Linked DNA regions of Mus musculus: regions 2, 3, 4 and 5 are each linked to region 1. Evidence: chromatin contacts called from public HiCAR-type and promoter capture Hi-C data. All regions are on one chromosome and are shown on one strand. Each heading gives the region's core, a stretch centred on a gene start, on an enhancer-like site or on the middle of the called end of the contact. The rest is flanking DNA. Distances are from core to core; before and after follow the strand shown. Region 1 holds the start of Il18rap (interleukin 18 receptor accessory protein). Region 2 overlaps Map4k4 (mitogen-activated protein kinase kinase kinase kinase 4). Region 3 has its middle 51 kb from the start of Il1r2. Region 4 has its middle 29 kb from the start of Il1r2. Region 5 overlaps Il1r2 (interleukin 1 receptor, type II).

Region 1 (2,586 bases), core at 45-2,544:
CATAGTCTGTTGTGTGGTGCGAGTGGAGAATTTGTTGCGTAGTTTTCCATAGGGCGACCTAAGTTACCACACTACGTCTAGTTTGTGATGCTCTTTCCTATTTTTAAAAATTTCCACACACAGTTAGACTTGTTTCTACACTGTCTCCTCTTCTGTTCCACAGGTCAGCTCTCTCTATTCATGAGGGTGCTCCGCAATGATTTTACTTGTACCAAGTGTTAAAGCCTGAGTTTCCTGTGGTGACTAAGACCTTCATCTGATCCCAAATCTCCTGTGGTTCATGATGTCCTGCTTTTCTCTTCCAAAAACAGTTTATAAAGGACACATTAAGCTTCGAAGGAAAAGCTGTTGATGAATTCACTTCAGGAGACCACACTGGCAGTAACTTTGGGCTTAACTTTAAGGTCTATATTCAGATCTCTGAGGTTTGATAAGGACACTCCCAACGCCCAGGCACTCTGAATGTACCTCAGCCTGAATTAAACCATTATCATGAACAATGCCTGGTCTATCCGTTTCCCCTTCATCCTCAGTATTCCTCCTTTAATCCCATTTAGATTTTGGATTACTGGGCTGTCCCTGTCACACCCTGGGAGTCTAAGCTCATGTGCCCTCATGTGCTTTCCTCTGAACCTGCAATAGGTGGTAGGAAAACCTCAAATCCTTTTGGGATTTGAGCTAGTTCCACAATTAGCATGAATACATGATTTTATTTATTTATTTATCTATTTATTTATTGGCTTAGACCTGCCCTCAGTTGCTAACTCTTCTCTTAGATTTTCACCTTCACCTCAGGTCAACACTTACCTTGCCCCCACTCTGACATGAACTTGGGCTCTGCTTTTATTTTATGCTCTTCTCCAGCCTTGTGCTGAAACAATCCCCATGGTTTGCTGTGCCCCGCTGCTTCAGCTTGTCTTTATGGGGAGAATAGGCTCCGTTTAATTAAGAGGCTTTGGGACTAGTGTGGTCTCACGGTCCTCTAAATTGTTTTAATTACAGTGCAGTTCTTAATTAGGCATTCCACGGTGCACAAGCATAGCCTCCGAGCCTTTCAAAGCTACGGTTATATCACTCTCCTCATTGATAAATTATTGCTCTGTAAAAGTGATGCTGGAGAGAGAGAGTTCATCAGAAGAAAGCCTTTAGGTTTGAAATGAAAGGCAAGGTTGGCAGTGCTTGTTTTAGAAGAAGGGGGAGGAGGAAGAGGAGGAGGAGGAAGTAAAAAAGAACTCCCCTGTTGAGAAACCGTGTCGAATGTTAACATTTGGTACAGGAAATTCCTGTAAAGGAAGCAGGCTTACTCACCATTTCAACTAAACCTAACCACAACCCCTTTCTTGTCAAGGAGGCTGGCCAGAGGACAGCTTTGAATGCTTTATTTCAGGAGTTTTCTTCCGTGGATAAAGGTAGTTTACTTCATTTCTCCTTTGTTATGACTGGGCATTTTCCAACACCAGAGGTCCTTTACAAAATTCCAAGGTTGTCCTTTTCTGTCCAGGTATAACTTATTATTTCAAAACTGTATGGGTTGGATAGTCCTTAAATCTTCTTCAAGTAACTCTCTTGCTAAGAAAAAAAAATGTAGCAGAACCCTTTGAAAATGGGTGTTTTTCACACTTTTTTTTTCAGATGCACAAGCTGGCATTCACTGACATAAAGACTTGAATTTCTTTATTTGTTGTGTATGTAAGAGCAGGAAACAAAGGTAAGAGACCAGAATATTCTTTCCCTAGATTCCTTAACCCCTAATATATATTTTTAAAGGACTTAAAAAGTGAATTGCTAAAGAGTTGCTTTTTGTGGAATATTTTTAATCACAGGTGTGCTATTAGGCAGCAACATTTGTATCTCAGTGTCGGTTTTAACCTTAACTTGTATAAGTGACTAGTTACAAAGTAAACCTTTGTTTTAAACAGTGATTCTTACATTTTATTGAAAGGATTATAGAGGGATTCAATCAAATGCGGGTCAAATCTGAATGGCCACATTACTTGTCCATCTTTGGAGGCAAGCACTGAACAAGCTGCTATGGACCATGTGAGCATTATCAGTATTCTTTGACTACTGCAATTATTAGACTAGGCCATAGCATCTCTTTTTTATTTGTACTTTAAGGGTGTGCACAGGACTGAGAGGCTTCCTGGTGATTCATTCACAGCTTTCATTTTTCTCCTCCCAGCAAAAGCTTTGTTCTTTGAAAAACTTAGCTCATTATTACTCTAAAATATGGTCAAATTGGGTATCTTTTGAATAACTTCAGGCTAACTTTTTCTGCTTCTGAGAAAAAGAGAGAATTTTTAAATAAAAGCCTTCTGGAAAATTTTAGGAAAGAGACCTTGCAGATCTTCAGATCATCTCACCGGCCTCCGACCTCCTTCTGTAGAGAAGGCGAATAGTGGTGGCAAGATGAGAAACTTTGAAACCCTCTTCCTCCAGATATGATTCTCCCTTCTACTACTGAACAGGTATGTGGTCATTGTTTCATAACGGGCACCGTTGCTATGAGTGATGCAACATTTGGTTTTCTACTGGGACAATAAGAATGACAGCACACATGTTTTACAGAATGACAAACTTGAGTTT
Region 2 (2,586 bases), core at 58-2,557, 510 kb before region 1:
TCTAGGGACAGCCATGGCTGCAGTTTGTTATTAGAAGAACTCCATGTGTAAAAGGAGGCCCAGCTCTGCATATAGCTGCATTTTACAAAGTGATGCTTTGACATAGATTGCTGAGGATATAATCAGTGCCAATAAGGTTACCCAGAAAGCTGTATTTTCAGTGCTTCGCACACGGGTGCCATGGTTGCTTCACAGCTGAGTGGAATTAAATGCTTTGCCTAAGGTGAATTAGCTAAATGCCTCAGCTGGGATTTGAACACATTTCTTCCATTTTGAACTCTGAGGCTGTGCTGTAGTCAGTGTGTATTACTGGTGACAGTAGTCAAAAAGTTCCTTCACTGAGCTCTTCTCACTACTTGGAAGCAGGTATTAAACAGAGGTGGGAAGAGGGAAGCCTTTCCCTCAGAAGGGCTGCCAGCGTGTCCCTTGGCCCTGTTTTACCCCAGAGTTCAGACCCTATGGAGAGGGGTCGACTGACGTCAGCAGGGGGAAGCCAGAAGCTAGACTGAAGGGGAGGAGGTGGAGAGTGTGTGACATGCGTTTATCTGTGTCTCTGCTTTTTTTGTCTCTCCTGAACGTACCAGCATCATCCAAGTCTGAAGGTTCTCCATCGCCACGCCAGGAAAGTGCAGCCAAAAAGCCTGACGATAAGAAAGAAGTATTCCGGCCTCTCAAGCCTGCGGTAAGTACTGTGTAAAATCACTTAGTTCTGTGTCAAGCTGGAGGGAAACCTTTGTGTTAAGAATATTGTTGAAGGGCTGGGGTATGCAGTTGCATGTGGGAGGTCCCAAGCTCAGTCTCCAGCGAAAAGAAAGGAAAAGTGATGGAGAGGCCTGCAGTGGTTTGATTTTTGTGTGGCCCTTCCCTGCTGTGGGGAAATAGAAGAGTTGTCTGATGCAGGATGCCGTTGTGGGTTCGCCCTTAGGCATCTCAATTCTGAAGTCATTAGCAGGGCAGTTCTGTTCCACTTCAGCCTTCCACTAGTTGTCCAATTAGCCGTACAGAGAAGCACAGAATAAAATATAATTTTATGTATTGGCAGTTTTTAAGGAAATGAGTATTTTATAGTAATACTGAGTAAAATTCAAAAGCTCCAACACACGCACACGCACACACGCACGCACACACACCCATACCCGTGCACGATGCACAATCATTGCTTGTCATCGACCTTATTCTTGGTAAGTTTGGTGTTTGCAGTACTGGCTTTCAGAATAAGTGTGAATGAGCGCTCCTGTGTCTTGAGTGCTGCCCTTGGTCTCTGGGCTGATGACTTTGACTGCTTCCTCGATCCTTATCATGGCAGTCAGTCATGTGACTGTGGGTACTTGTGGGGTTTTAAGCCTATTGAAGTTTTAGGTTCCTCTTTAACTGATTTCTGGATACCCCCTCCCCCTTCTTCCTGTTGCCTGCTCCCTTCTCTGCATCCTTCATCAATGTCGGCCTCCCTCTCCACCTCCATGGAATCGTCGTGTCCTGAAGGGAGAAGTGGTAAGCCCGCATCCCTCCCTCCCTCTGATGGCTAGCTTCAGCGGTGCTCTCTGCCTCTCGGCTCTGCTCAGCTCAGACTTGCGCTCTGCCTTCCGCTTGCCTTTAATGACCGTCGGCTGCTTTAGCTGATGAACCAAGCTTTGGGTCTTTATTGCCAAACCTACCTGGAACAACTGTTGTAAAGGAGCTGCTTTGTCACAGATAGCTGCCAGGACAGAGCAGGCTCAAGCTTGCTTCTGATAGTTCAGAGGCTAGAGGTCAAAGGTAAAAAACATATTCTTAACTGCATAAAAGAAGAATACTAAGTTGGAACTGCTCTTTAAGTTAAAAGGGAAAACCAGTCATATAGTTACTGCTTTTTAAAATGCTATTGATTTTAAATAAAATTCCCAAGTAGAAAAGGGAGTTTGGACTTAAATGGGATTTAAATCAGTCTAGGAAATTAGATATAAAGAATTGATAAGAATCTTAAAATATCTCAACAAGGTAAAGAGAAATGAAGCCAGTTTTTAGTAAACTTTGCTCTGAGGTTCTCAATCATTGTATAATTGAGAATGTGGCTAAGTCTGGGGGAAGGCCAGTGGGGATTGCCGTGGCACGTGGCAGATGGGCTTTCCCACTGCGGACGCCCCAGCTCGGGCATGGCAGGTACTAGTAGGGAGGTGAGGGTGAGCGTGTGCTAGCAATCTGCTGTCTAGGCAGCCTGGGATTCTTCATGAACCGTGGAGGGGAAAAGGCCCAGCTATGTCTGTGTAATTAGGGGCAGTGTGCGCAGTTCTAAATAGTCCTCTTAGACATGCTGTCTGGGCTGGAGAGGTGCCTCAGCGGGGAAGAGCACTGACTGCTCTTCCAGAGGTCCTGAGTTCAATTCCCAACAACCACGTGGTGGCTCACGACCATCTGTAATGGGGATCTGATATCCTCTTCTGGTGTTTCTGAAGACAGCTACAGTGTACGTCTATAAACAAAAAACAAACAAACAGAAATCCTAAAAAGAAAAAAAACAACTGTCTTTATTTAAAAAAAAAATAGTCATGATATCCTGCAGTCCTGTCTTCGCAGCAAAAGCCTCTCCTATCTTAGACTTACTGAAAG
Region 3 (2,586 bases), core at 39-2,538, 480 kb before region 1:
ATGGGGGGCCTGAGTTGAGACATGGTCTTCTAATCTCCATGGGCTGGATTTTTCTACATCTCAGTGTATATTACTGTGTGTGGATGGATGGATGGATGGATGGATGGATGGATGGATAGATAGATAGATAGATAGATAGATAGATAGATAGATAGATAGATAGAACTAAAGTCATGTCAACAGGATAACCAAGACAAAAATCCCACTAGAACAGCAGTTCTCAACCTGTGTGGGTCTCAACCCCTTTGCAGGTTGAACAGCCTTTCATGGGGGGGTCACATATCAGATATCCTGTTTGTCAAAATTTTAACATTATGGTTCATAGCATTCAAAACTAAAGTAGCACTGGAATAACTTGATGGTTGGGGGATCACTGTATTAAAGGGTCACAGCGTTAGAACTGAATCTGAGAACCACTGCACTGTTACCTAGGCTGGGTTTTACACAATCACAGACAGACAGACAGACAGACAGACAGACACACACACACACACACACACACACACACACACACACACACACACACAGGAGTTTGCAAAGCTTTTGTTCTCTGGCTCTATTAAAATGGTTCTGTGAGAAAGCTAAAGGAGGAGGCCATAATTTGCAAACCTCAAGGCAGTGAGCTGGCTGTGGGTGAAAGCTAAGAAATCCTTCTTCTCACGGACAGCCCAGGACTCTCTGCTGTGGGGTCCAGGACTGTGCTGCAGGGGTTTCTTTTTCTAAAGGCTGCAAGGAAGGCACATGAAGTTGCAAGCCATACACACACACACACACACACACACACACATATATGCAGCCAGTGGCTGCTGCTGTTCCCCTACACAGGTGGGTTTCAGACAGAAAACTTTCATGTACAGCAGAGGTGTTTATCTGGGGCCTCTGACTCACTGGTGGCATCAACGAGGGGCCCGCCAAGCTGGAAAGTTCTCAGAGACTTATAGCTGTGGGAAAAACCCACTCCCCCATTGCATTCTGGTTTCTGCCGTTGTGTAATCTTAAAAGAATGGGGCAAAGACCTGTCATGGAAGGAACTGAGAAACTTAATGGTGGCTGTGTAATTTATTATCCTCAGCACAGTCGCATATGTCCCAGTCACTGGGTAACAGATTCCCAGGATCCTTCACAAGTAAGTCACTCTAGACTGTTGGAAAAGGTGTGGCTGTCACCTGAGTCTCCCTGGCTATTTTGAAGTGCAACCCTATTTTCAGCTCTTACTGGACCTCACTCAAGAGAGCTCACTGTGCATGCTGGAGAGATGGCCAGGAGCCATCACTGCCACGAATCGGTAGTAACACAAGAGCCTGGTCCTTCTGGAATCTGCTGAGTCATGGCTGCCCATTCTATAGAACTGACTCCTGGTCTTAGATGACATTTGCCCAGCTCCACTTAAGGGCAGCTGCTATCATAGTCGTGTGTAACTGACACAGAGCAGCATGAAGTCTCATCATTGCAGTAGAAACAAAGGGAGTTTTGTCCGTTCAGGGAAGATTTGTGAATTGCTGCACTTTGTACAAGCCACCATAATTACAAGCTATAATTGGATCACTCTGTAATGCTCAGATCTTCCAAGTTACCATGGACGGGGATCTGATCTCCGATTCCAAAAGGCAGCTGATGTGTATATGGAATTAAAAGGACAGTATGTCCAGACCGCAAGGAAGCATACGAGAGCTTAGCGTGGAGATCAGGGAGAAGCCAGCTAAGTGACGCTTAGAGTCACGCCTAGTTAAAAACACTAGGATTTCCAACCTGGGACACGGATCACATTCCCAAGAAGGGAATAATCTTTTATTCTTTTTATTTTTATTCTTTTTACTTGTTTCATTTTTTTTCTTTTTCTTTTCTTTTTTTTTTTGGATATGCCTTTTTGACTGAGAATTTTGTATATGAATATATACTACATTTTAATGAAACATATCCCCTATTTCCTTACTTCTAATTCCTCTTGTATCGCCTGCCTCAACTCCCATCTTCTACTTGTTTTAAAAGCAGTACGTCCACTTGGTGCTACCTGTGGGCGCATGAGTGTAGTTCAGTCTGTTGGAGTTTGAGTGGTCTTTCGAGGGCTACATTCCTGAGGAAAATGGATTTCCTTTCCCAGTAGCTATCAATTGCGAATAGCCCCTCAGTGAGTGGTAGGATTCGTGCAGCCCTAATCCACCCATGCTGGTATTTTGCCTTGCTTGGTTTGGTGGATGTACCATTGGGTTCATGGGCGCAATGGCCCGGACAGGTCCAACAAACACTCTTTACAGAATTTCATTGTCTCTAGTTTTCATGATCTTTCCAGCCCTGCTTCTGCAGTAGTCTCTGAGCTTGGATGAGAGAATTTGTTGAAAATGGCTGGCAGGGTCTCACCCACCAGAGTGTCTGATTATCCAGGTCAAGTGTCCTGGGCAAGCCCCTGTGACAGAAACTGCTGGAGGACACAAGAAGAAATCTCTCGCCGGAAGGTTCTACACCTTCCTCCTAATTTCCACATTGCTCATGATCCCAGTGGTTGTGGTACAATCTTAAGAAGCCAGACACCCCAGTTCTGTGTAGATTGAGTGTCATTTCAATCAAAAGAGGCTGTTTTAGATGCAA
Region 4 (2,586 bases), core at 56-2,555, 460 kb before region 1:
TCTCTCTCCTCCCCCTCTCTTCTCTACTGCATCTCTCAAGTCTACATTCATATCTGTATAAAGAAAGATTTATGATGAAGAGCTGACTCATTTTTATAGAAGCTGAGCCATCCATGACATCCTGTTTGCAAGCTTTAGACCCAGAAACTCCTGCTGGTGTAGGATATGCTCCCCCCCCCCAAGTTAAAAGGCTCATGGTATAGATTCCAGCCCAAGTCTAAAGGCCTGAGAACCAGAGAGCTCCATGCACCAACCCAGCAACCAGCAGGGTTTGTCACCCATCCCAGTCAGTCCATTCTGCAGGTTTGTGTATGTACAGCCACACTAGGATCTTTTCTCAGCCTCCCAAAGGCTGATCTCTAGGAAGCTCCCTCTGGACACTGCCAGAGATAGTGTTAAAGCAGCTGATTGGTGTGTCATGGCCATTCCCACCGCTGGACACCAGGTTAACCATCACACTAGAGCCTTTACAACCCTCCACGTGGAACCTCAAGCCCCGTCCTCTCACCAGGGTGCCATTGTGAAGCAGAGTGGTACAGATGGTCCCTGACTTCTGATGAAATCAACCCACAACTGTCAACTTTATTGTGGGTTGAAAATGTTATTCACTGGACAGAAACTTTGATCTTTTCTCTGTAGTCCATAACTTATGGGATCCATTTGCCTTCCGGAGAGCTTCATTTTGTGACCCTGGTTGGTTATATCCCAAGCTTACTTCACAGCCTCTCTCATGATGCTGAATACGAGCAGTGAGCTTCAACTCCAAGCCAGCGCTGTAGACTCCAGAGTGAATAGGAGAGAACCTGAGCTAGCTGAGTTGCTACCCTGTGGGGATCAGGATGCTGGGTACTGTAGGACCGTGAAAGGCAGCCTGTTTTCTGGTTGAGCTAGGTTAAAATCCTGGAGACCCAGTAGATAACTCCGCAAGGAACGGAAGGAAGTCTGCCACGGTCTCAGACACCAGGCTCCTGATACAAGGCCCAGCTCCATAATTCTGTGGCCATCAATCATGTACCCCTGTATTCTGTCTGAACTCCACCCCCACAGTCACCTGGCAATAGCCAGGTAGGCATGGCCCACTATAAAAGGGGCTGTTTGCCCCCCTCCTCCCTCTCTTACTCTTACTCTTACTCTCTACTCTTGCCTTTCTCTCTTGCCCTCTTGCTACCCCCCCACCCCGGCATTTCCTTCTTCCCTCTCTCTACATGGCCATGACCGACCCCTACTTCTCTACTCTCTCCCTCTCTCTGCCTTTCTACAATAAAGGCCTTAAAGCCATGGACTTCCTCTTCTCACCGAAACCTGCTGTGCTGGAGCAGTGGAGCAGGTCTTCCTCTTAAAGAGACGCGCATCTAATCTCCTGTGGGAGGCCTCCCTGTGCTCCCAGACATGGTCTCCACCAAGCCAAGCCTCCTGCCTGAACAAACCAAGGACTCTCATCCCCGAGAGAACCAGCCGGGAGCTCTCCTTCTGCCCTTTTTCCTTCGACCCCGGGCTAGAGTCAGCCTGTGGCTCCCCCTGCTCATTCTCAGCTCTTCCGCTACATCCAGAGATGTCTGCGGTGTCCGAGAGTGAGAACCTGCCATCCCTCCATGCGGCCCCGGGGACTCCAGAACCCGCTCTTCCGTGGCACCCAGAGACGTATGTGGTGCCCAAGAGTCTGAGCCAACTTTGGTAGTTCCTTGGGCATCTCAGACTGCGCTTCCCCACCCCTGTTGCTTCTCACAGCCTGACGCCCAGCCTGGCAGCGATGTGGAGTGTGCGCAAACTTCTCCTATCTGCCTCCATGAGCGGTCCTAACCCTGTGTCGGATTGGTGCATTTTAATCCATAGGGTGCCTTAATCACATAGACTTATAACTTTTCCAACTTGCCATACAATGGGCTTTATGGCAATCCAATGGTAAGCCAAGGCACATATGTTCATAGTGCGGGACTGTTTGTGCATGATTCCTATCTTAACCACAGCTACACAGTCTCCATTGGGCCCTGCAGTCTGAGGCAAGGGCCTCTCTGTCATCATGGGTGTTTTTTCTTTGCAGCGTTCTTGAGTCAAGACTTTTATTTACTAGGTCATGTAATTCCCCTATATCTATTGCTGGGGAATGAATGATTTTGAAACCAAATGACTCAAAATAAAGATTTTGATGATCTCTTGTGATTTCATGGGACATCTGGGTGCTTCATCACCTCTGGGTTGGCTCAGCGGTTGGCAGTCGTCCATTCACAGTGTGGCAGAGTAGTGCTGTCTGGGGGTGCATCCTGTCTCCACAATGTATCTCGCTCAGTATGGCACTGTTTTATCAGCAGACGTGACTAGACAGTGGCTGTGGTGTCTCTTGGTCTCCCAGACCAATGGATGGGACCTCACTCTGCATCTCCAGTCACAGCAGCAGGTGCTTTAGGATCTTTGTTGTAGGATAGCCGTCCTGGGCATCCCGAGTCAGTCTAGCTTGTCTCTCCATCATCTTAACAAGCCTTGGGCTACAGCAGGTCTTGTAATACTCACTTGTTCAGGTAAAGCACATACAGGATGATGTACTGGACCATAATGTAATCTAGCCTGACCCCTAGCATGACGCCAAGC
Region 5 (2,586 bases), core at 33-2,532, 410 kb before region 1:
CACTGCTCGTTCCAACCACTGCTGCCTTTAGAGTCCTCCTAGATTTCATTAACTTGTTTATAGAGAAATTGCCTAGCATATTGATACTTAGAAGAACCAGGCAGGGTGACATTCTTTGCAGGAATGGAGGAAGTTCAGACAATATCAGCCCCAGTCCTAGGGAGGTGTAAGAAGTGTGCATATGGGGTTGGAGAGATGGTTCAGTGGTTAAGAACAATGGCTGCTCTTCTAGAGGTCCTGAGTTCAATTCCCAGCAACCACAATCACATGGTGGCTTGAAAGCATCTGTAATGGGATGCAACGCCCTTTTCTGGTGTGTCTGAAGAGAGTGACAGTGTCCTCACAAACACATTCTGGGACAGAGACTGCCCTGCCCTGTTTGTGCTCTTGCTATTGGGAAATCATGTGACCTTTCTGTCACTCAGAATAGTCAATAAGTAAATCTTAAAAAAAAAAAAAAAGAAAAGAAAGAGAGAAAGAAAAGAAACATGCATGTGCTGGGAAGATGGCTCAGTGGTTAGAAGATTATGCTGCTCTTGCTGAGGAAGCAGGCAAGTGCTCTCTCCTGTACCGGGGAATAGGAACGTCTGCCGTGCTGCAGGCATAAAGCTGCTTTCCTCCCAGGCTTTCCAACTGACTTTCTCTGAGGAGCCTTACCAGGAAAACAGTAGAAAATCAAGCATGCAAACAACCACCACAACGAGGCCTCCATCTTGGAATTGGAAAGGAAAGATGGGGATCTTAGCCCCTCCCTTTTGTATCCTGACACTCCAGTTTATGTCTCTTCCCTGTACAGTTTGCTGGGGGTGAGATGGGCTAACCACAGCCTGGGGAAAAATAATTGGTGTGGGGAGAGTCATGGTCTGTGATCAATACGAGCACTGAGCCCTTTCAGGGCTCTTCCAGGAGGAGTTGCCAATGTTAGGAGAGGTGAACAGGGGCACACTGGACCATCCAGACACTGCCCCACCTGGGGATCCATACCATAAACAACCACCAAAACCAGGCACCATTGTGGATGCCAACAAAAGCTTGCTGACAAGGAGCCTGATATAGCTGTCTCCTGTGAGGCTCTGCCAGTGTCCAATACAGAAGTGGATGCTCACAGCCATCCATTGGACTGAGCACAGGGTCCCCAATGAAAGGACCCAAGGAGCTGAAGGGGTTTGCAGCCCCATAGGAGGAACAACAATGTGAGCTAACCAGCACCCTCAGAGCTCCCTAGGACTAAACCACCAGTCAAAGAAAACACATGGTGAAACCCATAGCTCTAGCTGCATATGTAGCAGAAGATGGCTTAGTCATCAATGGCAGGAGAGGCCCTTGGTCCTTTGAAGGTTCTATGCACCAGTATAGGGGAACGCCAGGGCCAGGAAGCAGGAGTGGGTAGGTTGGTAAGCAGGGGGAGAGGGAAGGGGATAGGGGGTTTTAGGAGGGGAAACTAGGAAAGGGGATAACATTTGAAATGTAAATAAAGAAAATATCTAATTAAAAAAAGAATTTTAGCTGATACTCTTATTTTTGTTGGGAAACAGATTCTGAGATTGAGGGGGTACTGACATCCTCAGTGTGTTCAAGTGTTCTTTGCCCCAGGGAAAATGCTTGCCTTCTCTCTCGACTGCGTAATGCTGGGCTTCAACTGGAGTGGAAATCTCCAGCGACTGCTAAGACATACTTAGGCATTCACAGTTCCAGGACATGAGGCTGCCCTGCCCTGTTCGTGCTCTTGCTATTGGGAAGTCACACGGCCTTTCTGTCACTCAGAGTAGTCAAGATAATACTGCCAGAACAAACAGTGCCCAGATCTCAGTGTTTTCTCCAAGGGGAACTACCAGATCAATAATGTGAACAAGCTTGGGGCTCTTGGTAGGTCTGGCAGGCGTGGTTTCTAGAAACTTCTAGTTTATGGGATTTCTAAGAGCCTTTGATGGTTTTTTTTTTTTTTTTTCTCTTACTAGCTACAGAGACTTAGGTTACTTCAATCTGTACTTAATTTACTTTAGTTGTAAACACTGGCCTAACCAGTACCATCCTGTAGATTTGTTACTAGACAGGAGATCAGTTTGCTGTTAAGCGGGTACCGAAAGCGCTCTTCAGTCTTCTCATTTTCATCTCATTGGTTTATTAGACCATTTTATATGCTTATTCACTGGATTTAGGATATTTTTCATTCCCCATCACAGTCTTTTATCTTCTTCCGACTCTGGGGTCTTTTTGTGTGCACGACACACCACGTTTAATCACGGGTGCTTGCAGGAGTGGGCTGTGAGTTACTAATGCCTGGTTACCCAGGACCTGCCTACAGTGAGTGCCTCACTTCGGTGAGGAGTGGGCCTCAGATGACCCTCTCCGTGCATTATGTAATGGAAGCCAGCCCAGTCTTATGCAGGTAACCACGCCCATCTGAATTCATGAGTACAGCCACCATGTCATGTCCAGAAGATGCTATTTCACAGCATTACCCCCAACGGCTGGGTCGTACATTCTTTCTGCTCCCTGAGTCTCTGAGTAGGTGATACGAGTGTCCCATGTAGGGCCAAGCACTCAGAGTCATTTATTCTTTCCATTTGTGCCACCTTGAGTCTC

What was found. Promoter capture Hi-C pulls out the DNA fragments that hold promoters and counts their contacts. HiCAR-type assays count read pairs that join an accessible place to other places.
Region 2: a contact with region 1 is called in a promoter capture Hi-C map of the HPC-7 cell line. The contact joins the enhancer-like site here to the promoter of Il18rap in region 1. A contact is called at or near these places in 10 of 39 promoter capture datasets (the 3T3-L1 cell line, 3T3-L1-derived adipocytes, the HPC-7 cell line and 7 more), 1 of 115 datasets of contacts at active chromatin or transcription factors (acute myeloid leukemia) and 1 of 9 other capture datasets (macrophages).
Region 3: a contact with region 1 is called in a promoter capture Hi-C map of the HPC-7 cell line. The contact joins the enhancer-like site here to the promoter of Il18rap in region 1. A contact is called at or near these places in 7 of 39 promoter capture datasets (3T3-L1-derived adipocytes, the HPC-7 cell line, the SN4741 cell line and 4 more), 1 of 115 datasets of contacts at active chromatin or transcription factors (acute myeloid leukemia) and 3 of 9 other capture datasets (adipose tissue, embryonic stem cells and macrophages).
Region 4: a promoter capture Hi-C map of the HPC-7 cell line shows a contact between it and region 1. The contact joins the enhancer-like site here to the promoter of Il18rap in region 1. A contact is called at or near these places in 8 of 39 promoter capture datasets (the HPC-7 cell line, HPC-7-derived erythroid cells, the SN4741 cell line and 4 more), 3 of 115 datasets of contacts at active chromatin or transcription factors (CD8 T cells, effector CD8 T cells and regulatory T cells) and 2 of 9 other capture datasets (embryonic stem cells and macrophages).
Region 5: a contact with region 1 is called in a HiCAR-type map of Th17 cells, with 6 times the contacts expected there. The contact joins the enhancer-like site here to the promoter of Il18rap in region 1. A contact is called at or near these places in 15 of 39 promoter capture datasets (3T3-L1-derived adipocytes, the C10 cell line, the HPC-7 cell line and 11 more), 2 of 484 Hi-C or Micro-C datasets (bone marrow-derived DN2 thymocytes and bone marrow-derived macrophages), 3 of 115 datasets of contacts at active chromatin or transcription factors (Th17 cells, astrocytes and bone marrow-derived macrophages) and 2 of 9 other capture datasets (adipose tissue and embryonic stem cells).

What each region holds. Positions count from the first base shown.
Region 1 is chr1:40,514,068-40,516,653 of GRCm38.p6, forward strand. Il18rap (interleukin 18 receptor accessory protein) reads left to right here and starts at 1,295. Exons shown (of 13, transcript NM_010553.4): 1 at 1,295-1,409; 2 at 1,633-1,708; 3 at 2,330-2,468.
Region 2 is chr1:40,006,849-40,009,434 of GRCm38.p6, forward strand. Map4k4 (mitogen-activated protein kinase kinase kinase kinase 4) reads left to right here. Exons shown (of 32, transcript NM_001252200.1): 20 at 585-682; 21 at 1,483-1,491. Among named protein-coding and RNA genes, the nearest start is that of Il1r2, 77 kb to the right of the region's middle. Within about 2 kb of position 1,308, at least 24 of the 459 cell types and tissues checked have an H3K27ac peak or open chromatin away from gene starts, as enhancers often do. A contact at or near this core is called in the HPC-7 cell line and acute myeloid leukemia, where this site is marked.
Region 3 is chr1:40,032,628-40,035,213 of GRCm38.p6, forward strand. No RefSeq gene overlaps it. Among named protein-coding and RNA genes, the nearest start is that of Il1r2, 51 kb to the right of the region's middle. Within about 2 kb of position 1,289, at least 29 of the 459 cell types and tissues checked have an H3K27ac peak or open chromatin away from gene starts, as enhancers often do. A contact at or near this core is called in the HPC-7 cell line, where this site is marked.
Region 4 is chr1:40,053,971-40,056,556 of GRCm38.p6, forward strand. No RefSeq gene overlaps it. Among named protein-coding and RNA genes, the nearest start is that of Il1r2, 29 kb to the right of the region's middle. Within about 2 kb of position 1,306, at least 24 of the 459 cell types and tissues checked have an H3K27ac peak or open chromatin away from gene starts, as enhancers often do. A contact at or near this core is called in CD8 T cells, the HPC-7 cell line and regulatory T cells, where this site is marked.
Region 5 is chr1:40,108,224-40,110,809 of GRCm38.p6, forward strand. The region is part of intron 3 of Il1r2 (interleukin 1 receptor, type II); the gene reads left to right. Among named protein-coding and RNA genes, the nearest start is that of Gm16894, 24 kb to the left of the region's middle. Within about 2 kb of position 1,283, at least 13 of the 459 cell types and tissues checked have an H3K27ac peak or open chromatin away from gene starts, as enhancers often do. A contact at or near this core is called in Th17 cells and adipose tissue, where this site is marked.